2 separate regions of the Drosophila melanogaster genome follow, and region 2 is linked to region 1. A link is a contact called in public targeted proximity ligation data. All regions are on one chromosome and are shown on one strand. The core of a region is the stretch at or near the end of the contact, and the rest is flanking DNA. Distances in the headings are between cores, read along the strand shown.

Region 1 (5,038 bases), core at 815-3,314:
ATTGATTTCCACTGATTTTCGGCGACCATTTTCCAGCGCAAGTTCTTTGCATAGCCGGTCAAGAGTTTTGCCTTTTTCGATTTTTTTTTTATATATTTTGGCTTTTTGGGCAGCGTAACCTTTTTCTGTTTGACAAGCAATTGCACTCAGCCCAAAAATGTAGCACCACGGCTTTTATTTCTCCAGCCCAAGGTTTATTCCTGGAGGAGATGGCTTCTCAGCCTGTGCGATCGCGACCCGCTGCATGTCTTTCTTATTTTTTTATTTTTTTATTTGTAAGACCCCCAACTCCATGGCTGGAGTCGCAAAGTCCAGGCTCCAGTCGTCCTCATCATCAGCTCCATCTGCATTCGTCCCGTTCGCACAAAGTTTAGTTTCGTAATTTATGATGTCGCTATCGCAGCATCAGTCCAAGGATTTTAGGTAACGTGCGAAACCCCAAGAACTCCCATATGAGCAGGAGGATGGTGATGGTGACGATATGAGGATGAGGATGAGGTAGCCCCTGGAAGCGCAATGCCACAGGGCGCAGGCAAAACTATTATCAAAAGTTTTATGTAAATTTTTAAGCATGTTGCCTGCTGCTCAGCCAGTCTAGCATCGGAAATCTTTGGGTCGGCAGCAGCAACTGCCACAAGTTGCGAAATGTAATCTTTTGTCATCATGTTTGACAGCCAGCAACGGTTGTCGTCCTACGCATCCAGCAGCACACCTGCCTGGGTTCCCTCATTAATTATGCACAAGTCCCTGTGCCATTCAGCACCCTTTTTCCCCTCCGCCAGGAGTCCACGCACCAATACCATTTCATTTGTTTCAAACTATTATATAATTGTGGAGAATTGTGAAGTCGAGGTTGAGGGTTGTGGTGACTCTCTAAATGGGTGCGACTTTCTATAGCTTTAAAGCGCAAAAATCAAACAGAAACAGATATGAAAAGATTTAGGCGGTTTTTCTTTATGAATTTGTTATCAATTTTTTGCACTGTTTTAGAATAACTCCATTATCTATATCAAATGAAATAGAAAAATTTCTACACACTTAAACAGAACTTTAGTACTTTCGCAAGTTCGCAATTAATTTACGTCCCAGTTTTAGTGCCTGCTAATAAGTTTCAGCTCATTACGACGTGAGAAATATAACTTCATTTAACGATCCCCACCATAATTACCAATCATTTGTAGTTTTTCAATTCATTTGACGCGTTCCAGCCCAGCGAATTAATTACTTTTTGGCCACAGTCGTGGAATAGGCCCAGTCAATCCTTCGGCAGAAAAAATAGGGGGGCCGTCAAAAGGATAGGGGCTATAAATAATTGTTTATTTTTTTTTTTTTATCTCCACGAGTAGTAAGTAAAACCAAAAATAAAGGAGTAAATAAACAAACGGGCAAAACCAATATGGGCGTACCGATGGGCGGTCAGCGATTTCTGTACTGGGTTTACACTACATGGCGAACGGCGAGTGCGGAGTCAATTTGAAAAATCGATTAAATTCGAATAAATGTTGGCGAATGGGCTTAGTCGGATTTTAAAACTCATAACAACCAGGCAACACCTCCTTTTGTCCAAGGTGTATACGGAACAATGTGTGGGGTAACCAGCTCATCCTCCAGCCCGCTGGCGATTTTCCTTCTTTTTTTTTTCGTTATTTTGTTGGGTTATTTTGTTTGCTTCTCAATGCAGTATTATTCATATTCATTTTGCACAATTTATGACCCGGTTGAGCCCACTGCATTCGCAGTATTGACAAATTTGCAGGGCCCCACTGCCAGCTGCTGACAGGCATCCGGATTGCGAATGGGATTGGGAATGGGAATGGCAATGGGAATGGGCCAGGCTAAGTATCTGCGCTTGGGGATCGCCATTCACCTTTGGCCACCATTGGTAGCCAGGGAATTGGGGGGAAACGAAGTGTTGGGGAATCGGAAATCGGTAGCTGGCGCTAGTACATGGAACGGTGGCACTGGCTGCGACAGGAACACGGATTCTCCCAAGGCGAAAGCTAATCAATATACATACGTTCGCCTGGCTGGGATCGGCGTTGATTGCTTTGCCCCAGCTGCTCACACACTTTGCGCGATATGAATGCACTGGTCAAAAGTGAATACGAAATACTCAGACACAGGCATACAAAAGAATCAAGATTTTTCACTGAAAGGAACTTGGGATAATTAACATGCTTATTATTCCTTGGATTTAGGCAATACTACTAATTAAAGATGGATTAGCATACCAAAATACAAGTTGGTGTTGAGTAAATGAATCATTTTTTCTGTATTTATATTCATTCTATTCATGTTCGACAAGCAATTAAGTGTGAATACCAAGCTTGTTACTTTTTTCCCCCGCTGCACTGTTAAATGATATAATCCCTGCGATATAGCTGATGTATTTTCCCCAGTGTAGAGATAAGCGCACACACGCTATTCCGCCGCTTCATGCCATTAAACGTGACAAGTTGCATGTCCAAATAAAGCAGCAATGACCTCCATCAAACCGATATCGCAGATCGACTGACCGACCGGCTATGGGAGCATCAAAAAAACAAAACAAATAAACTGAAAAAGAACGGGGCGTAATAATCAAAAGGATCGTGTTTAATAAAATGCAAAGCGTTCGGCGATCGACTTCTACTGCTGCCTTCCTGGGCGATTGTAATCAGTTCAGATGGCTTGGCCAAAACAATGGTCATTCGGCAGCCAGTCAATCAGGAATCAGGAATGAAGAATCAGGCATCAGAAATCGGGAATCTGGAGAATCAAGAATGAGGAGTCAGGAATCCATCTTCGTCAGCCAGGCGAGGCGATTGTCTGCCGGACTTCTTGGTGGTTAACATGGCGCCTGAGTTTGTCGTTTTGGGAATTGTCAGCGGATCATCAGTCGGGATGATCGTCAATGACTTTGACGCGCTCTCCACTCCTTTGTCTGCCACATCCATTGTTCCTTCTCCTCTTTTTTTTATATTTTATTTTATTTTACTTCCTTTTTTTTTGTACCTGGCGACGGCGGCAAATGGATGTCCATGGCGGGCTCATGAAATGTCAATCAAGTCATAGAAATCGCATTGCTGATTGACTATGCGAAAGTAGGTGCTCCTCGTGGAGCGACGAGGATCCACTCCACCAGGTTGGGTCCACTCCAAAACAATTCAATTGAGCCAGCAAATAAATCACGTAGAACGAACTCAATGATCGTGGACCAGAGCTTTGTTTTTTTTTTTTGATTTTATTTTATTTTACTTTTTTTTTGGTTTTTCAGAGCTGTGACAGATCTCTGGTGGGTTCTGTGGCAGCAGGAGGAAAAAAATGCACACGGCTACAGGCTCCTGAGATTCTGTTTTGTTTTTTTTTAGCCTTTTGGATTTTTTTAGAAGTTCCCTCTGTGGCTTTCGGATTCGGGTCTTTCGTAGTAGTTATCTGGGAAGTTTTTCGAATGTCGCTAATTTGACGACTGCACGATTGCATCAAGAAGATGCTCGCCGGTCGAGCAGAGGACGTCCTCAGTCTGGACGAACTCCCGCCGATGCATTTACAGATAAGCTCAATTTCGTTTTTGCTGACACTTTACCGGCGGCCCCGAGGATCGCTGAACGGAGCATTGCCGGGATTCACGTTTTCGAGACATGTCGCCGATTTCCTCGCTTGCCACAAAAATAAGAAATTCCAGTCCCAGTCGCAGTCGCAGTCACGGAGCTAAACACGCTAAAAGACTTCTTCCATGGGCACTGGAAACTCCTTAATGGTCATAACCGTTCACTCGATGCCTTTGAATTCAACATCGCATTGGTCATAAACGAGTGTATATCCTTTATGGCCAAATGAAAGTTCGATTCACTCAGTTGCGACTGACTGTTATGACATAGGGTATCAACAATTCGACTTGGCTTAAATGCCAAATTACCAACGCAGCCTGCAGTAATTGTGAATGACAATAATTGTGGAGACAATCGGCAGTTCGGAACCGTGTTGAGGTGATTTTGGCCACATTCTGCCCAGGAGACATCCGTTGGAACGTGCAAGATGTTGGCGCCAACAGCGCCACCCAATAATGCCAGTGAGATAATAATAAAGACGAATTCCACTGGCGGCGAATGCAATCCGGATGCAATCGCCACTTGGCCATGGAATGACAGTTAAGGCGCGCCTTTCCAGTGGACAGCTACACATGTGCTGCGTGGCACCAATGGGTTTTAAGTCCTTCATCCTAGTTCTTATAGAGTTTCTATAGTTAGTTGAATTATTACTCGCAATGCAATCACATCCATCTAATCCAAACCCACACAAGGAGCCAAACCAAGTGAAAGCTCATGACCCAAATCTGGCAGCGACTTCAGGCGACTATCTACAATGACAATTAAATGGGTTTTATGTCCGGAGTACATCACCTCCAGCAGTGCGGAGTGATGGCCGGATGACACGACCGACACTGCCATTGGAACTGCTCTTTCCCAGAAGGGAAATCCTTTCGCATGTCAACTGCCCATATTTCCAGCACTTCGTCGGCGACATTGGGTGAACTCTTCAACTGCAGTGTAACTAAATATATAAAGCCACCGTTCAGGGAAATATTTTGATGACATTTATGCGTTATCCACGTCCAACGGCGGCACAGAGCTCTAATTAAATTTAATAGCCGCACAGCGACATAAAATTGAGCCACCAACGTGGCAGACGTCGTAAACACATTTGATTTGATTTCTGGAAAGGCTTCACTCGGGTCCTCGCTCATTTGACATTTTCGCCGGCGGATTGTTGATTGAATTGTCACCTCGATTTAATGACACCCATGGAAGAAAGTATCTTTCACACAAGTCGCCGCCGATGCCGCTGTCGTTTGGTTTGATGTCTTCCCACCCGGAATAGGGATTCGGGTATGGGACGTAATCATATGCCACTTGGCCAAAGGCGCCACCAATGCCGCTGACACACATAGACACAACTATTATGGTTTCAAAGTAGGGGATGCAGCAGACTCAGTGTGCCGCAGGGACTGTCAAAGGTGTCAGACGTTTTATTGCCATGCGGACGACCTGTTGAAAAG
Region 2 (5,038 bases), core at 1,030-3,529, 89 kb after region 1:
CCCACGTCCCTGCCGCTCGGATCACAGCTTAAGTAAATCACGTGTTTATTGGCACTTCACTTACGACACCGTCACCGGGCCAAAGAATATGTATATATACATATATAGGAGATGCCCCGGTTGCCAGTTTCAAAACGCCGAACCAAAACGAAAACGAAAACCAAAATGGCTTCACTCCATAGGCCCTGCACTCTATATTGGCCCGGTCCGATCGGCTGGCATCGAGGGAGAACCGAACTGAGCCAACCGACTGACCAACGTCATTAATTAGCTGGCCGTGAAGTGTGGGGAACGAATGGAAAGCGACGTGTTTATTTGCTTTGTATGCCCGTTCAACAGCCCAAATGTATTGGGGCTTCATTTAGGAGTTCTTTTGTTTTCAAATATTTTGCCGCTCGATACAGTGGGGCCTCGCATCTGAGAAACATTGTTCAATTTCCAGAAAACTTTACTAAGTCATCGAGCTAATTTTCAGCCAGAGCAGAGGCTATCATTAAAACATTACTTATTAATAAAAGGTTTCATTAAAAGATTATATTATATAGATTATTGGATTAATTATCCCAAATCGTACATAATCGATTTATTCGATTATTTATGTGAATGAGTAACTTTGAAATTATTTTCATTATTTTATATTTAAATATTTCACATATTTTATACGACCATCTTATCAAAACATCACTGTACGCAACGTAAGTTGTGTCATTTATTTTGTTTGACCGGAAACTCTTTATCTTACGGTTAATCTTCTTGATATTTCAGATGTGGAAAGCCCAAATGCCGATGCATTCTCGATTCGTGGCATTAAGACAAAAGTAAACTTGATTTTGGTATGAAATTGATTCATTCATTTTCGATCCATTGAGTCAGATTCTTATCCGATGGATGAGCCGGTCAGCATCACCACTTCCAACTGTGTGCACATCCAACAGGTAGTCGAACCAGACAAACTGTCTCCACTTGCAATGGAGTCTCGTTTCCATCCTCTTCGCCCCTTTCAAGTATAGTAAACATGTATTTTGAATAAAGGTTAACATGCATATTAATAATTAAAGATTTCTATTTATTTAAAGCTAATATTTGACTGGGAATTCAGCGAGAGCCGGGAATCCTTTGATGGCAGGATATCGTCATTCAGCTTCGGAAAAATAATTTATTCGATAAATTTCGATGTTTGTATATTGCATCAATTTAAAATTCTATGCACTTTCATTCAAAGTTCTAATTTTTAGGTTTCCATAGACCATTATGTCAGCTAGAGAACATGGTTTGTGATTCATTTTTGTGTTGATTAAATACTATTAATTCATTCTTTAATTACAGATATCTCACCAAACAACTGTTGAATGATTCTTGATGGACTGGATGAAAGCAACTGGATTTAATTATGTTAATTTGTAATTTTAATATGTTATCAAAAAAAAAACATCGAAGTAGGATGGAGTTTTACTGATGCGCTTTCCAATCGAATCGAATTTGGTTGATTTTTATTAGCATTCTTATTGGATTACTTTTTGTAAAAACACATATGATTGCATAATATAATTGTATTAAATGTGTATTTTTGTAAACCTTATATAGTTTAAACATTTAAACGAACAAATTGTTAAACATGGCCAATGATTACATGCTAAACCAAAAATTTTTGCTGTATTTGGACAATTGTATTTATAGGTACTGATTAGTTGATATTAATATTAAACATAAACAAGAAACATGATGTTATTCATAAATTCAATCACATCCAAATGACCTATCGAAATTAAATATATGTTACAAGATATAACAATGTGAAATTGTACTAAAATTGCAATGGTTTTCAATAAGTTGACTCACAGGAGAAAATAATGTATACATTGGAATTTTATAAGAACATATTGTTCACAGCTCTACGCTTTTTTGAGGATTATCATATATTACAAAAAAAGAATTATTGTCTTTAATTTTATATAAAATTTTTAAAATATTCATAATCAAATATATGTTGTTGTTAGTTTCATGAACACAATGAAAAAAAAAACAGAAAAATTCCCATCCAATAATAATTTAAAATATATTGGAATAATTACTTTCACTCAATTTATTAAGTGATCAAGACATCTTATGCAGAGATCTGATTTTAATTTAGAGTTCAGTTTCCGATCTTAACAATTAAATAAATTACTTTGCTAATTATTTAACTCGATCCACTTAGTTAAAGATGATCACGCATACGCAACCATTGCGCATTAATTTACACATATGCCTAAGAGTATGCAACGTATTCTTTTATGCACTTTCTAAAGCATACTTATGTGGTTAATTACGTGCTGCAGCATATTTTCTTTCCCATAAATGTCTATCGCAGTTTAGGTGTGATCTCAAATTTACTTTTGTATAAATCAATAACTATTCTATTATCGATAAGATGTTGTTCAAAAGGGCTCTCTTCTTAGTCGATCATAGAAAGTGATCATAAACTTGTATATCATGTAACATACATTAGAGAAAAGAATTCGTCCACTGCCAACATAAAGTCATAGATACTCAAAACTGTTAAAAAAAAGTATCATTTAAATTGTTAAATACTGTAATTCTTTTAACATTGCATTTAAATTATAAGATCAAATTTACCCAATTTTAAATATAATCGGCTATAGTATCTTAAGTTCTTTTAAATGCTTGTGACTTAAAATTTCGATTTCACACAGTAACTTTTGTGATTTAAATCTTTAATTAGGCTATTAGGTATTACAAGTTGAGTTAACAAGAGTTATGCGAATTATATATTCATTATTTGATAACAATTTTATTGATACATCACATACAATACGTCGTAAAGCTCAAATATTTTAAAGACAACTAATTTGTAGGGGGACAATGCTCAATCACCTTAATACCCACAATAAATTTGATCCACTTATTGTGCATTGTTATAAGTCATAATAACCCGAAACCGAGCTGGTCGATAAAGGACGGCTGCGAATATATTTATTGTTTTCCGCTTACTACCTGAATACGAATTAGCATTGGGACCCACCCCTCCGCCCCTGCCAGCCATATACATATGTAGAAACCTATCTGTATACGAAAGTAATGTCTTGAGCAGACCCTGGATCGTGCCCCATAAATCATGCCAAACTGCGTTTGGGTATAGAAAGTCAAAGTAAACTGCCATCACTTAAAGTCATTCAAGCATTTATTTATGTCAAAACATTGTCCGCTTAGCTGCTGCGAACCTTTTGACAGTCCCCGAGGAGGTAGGGATTCGGGATCGGAATCGGGATTGGGATCGAGAGTCGGAGGGGTCAGTTGGCCAGTCGAATGTATAACTCAATTATAGGCGGCTGTGTGCTCACCTCGCAGCGGGGTGTCGGCGCATTAGCCACTCCTCCATATCCTGGCCCTCAGCCCTCGGTTCGCCGTGAGTTCCCTTTTTAGCGCTAGACCGGATCGGATAATGCACATGCGGCGATCGGGGTCATTGCGGTTTTCGGGATCTCCAGTCTGCAGTCCCGAATCTGCTGGACGAGATAACCCCGACTAGACTGCATAGATGTCATTAGAAACCGGGCACCAACACGATCCTCAATGAAATAACCTCTCTGTTAGTTTGTCTTTATTATCTCTTCCCTGGAGGGGGGATTCCTGTGTGGCCCGCATCGGATGGCACATTGTGACCACGATCGACCTCCAAGGTACAGGCCTCCCTGTACATGATTCTGTTTAACGAGAACAATGTTCTTGCAATTCTGCAAACGATGGCCACACCGCCGTTGCTTCGTTGGCGATCGCCTTTACTTACAGTTTCTGGACCGGATCTGGGGAGGATCGGGGCGATCCGCAACCAGGTGAGGGGATAACAACCACACGATGGCACCGAATCGTGCAAAAGTACAGCGACGGATGGCAGGTGGCGCCGATGCGAATTTGAATATGGAATGTCAGTCGGGCATATGGCTAGCAAATTTGTATTGTGTGGGGGGAAACCTTGTTATGGGCTAAAAATAGGGATAACACACTCAAATTTACATAAAATTTATAAACTTCTGTTATCAATTTGTAGGGCCAGCTTTCTTATTGGATTACATTTACCTTTCAATCTGTTTATATTTATATTTTATAGCAAAAGAACTAAGATTTAAAGCTTGTCCTTACACTTATACTTACTTGTTACTTACACTTACACATAATCATACTTCATAAATATTCCATTCCACATTAATTATCAGAAGACATAAAATAAATTATTTAAAAGCTCTTAATATTATTAGGTACATTTATAAAAATTTTACTTTTAAGGTCCAAGTTTTTGAAGGATATTATTTTTCCGATTCTGATCAATAAGTTATCAAATTACTATAGTTTTTAAAGTAGTTCTATTCCTAGATTTAATGTGGGCAAATATGCTTCTATTTGACTTAAGTGGCATCCCCTAAAGTGATATTTAATACTTCTACTTTTAATACTTTCTGTGCAACAAAAACAGGGCAACAACCAGGATTGTAATATAAACAAACGTGACACACACACACTTCCTTAAATAGCTATATAAATGCCTATCCACCCAGCTAAAGATTAACAGTCGACGTTTGTAGTGCCACGCCCCCCAAATGAGAACAGTAGCGTAGTTAATATGTAATCCCCGACACGTGGAGTAAATTATGTTCCTTGAAGGGCTGCCATTAGGACGAGTGCGTCTTGGACACTTCCCACAATCGATGATGGTGCAGCATAAAATAAAATTTGGGGTGGAAAAGTTAACGCCGTGTTATAAGGCACCAGATTAACCTATTTAAGTGATAGCATAGCTATATAAAATCCCTTTGCTTACGAAGCATGCATACTTTTGGGATACTGATTACATAAACGCGGACTACAGTTAATTATTTCAAAGATTAACGAATTTTAAAACTGATCTAGCAATATTACAAATGCCATTAGGCTCCTGTAATCTCATTCCCACGTCGTAAGATCTCGGTAGCAGTCATTCCCGCTCTCCATAACATAATACCCATAAACATATTTTTATGTAACCTACATTTAAAAAGGGCAT

Evidence for each region.
Region 2: a targeted proximity ligation map of the Kc167 cell line shows a contact between it and region 1, with 2.3 times the contacts expected there. A contact is called at or near these places in 1 of 107 Hi-C or Micro-C datasets (the S2 cell line) and 1 of 7 datasets of targeted methods (the Kc167 cell line).

The regions. Positions count from the first base shown.
Region 1 is chr3L:12,555,652-12,560,689 of dm6, forward strand. All of the region lies in intron 3 of sowah (sosondowah), which reads right to left. Among named protein-coding and RNA genes, the nearest start is that of sowah, 14 kb to the right of the region's middle.
Region 2 is chr3L:12,644,037-12,649,074 of dm6, forward strand. lncRNA:CR32111 (long non-coding RNA:CR32111) reads left to right here. Exons shown (of 7, transcript NR_124907.1): 4 at 766-1,004; 5 at 1,077-1,175; 6 at 1,236-1,270; 7 at 1,327-4,244. It overlaps lncRNA:CR43431 (long non-coding RNA:CR43431), which reads right to left. Exons shown (of 4, transcript NR_048272.2): 4 at 4,871-5,038. Among named protein-coding and RNA genes, the nearest start is that of lncRNA:CR43431, 6.5 kb to the right of the region's middle.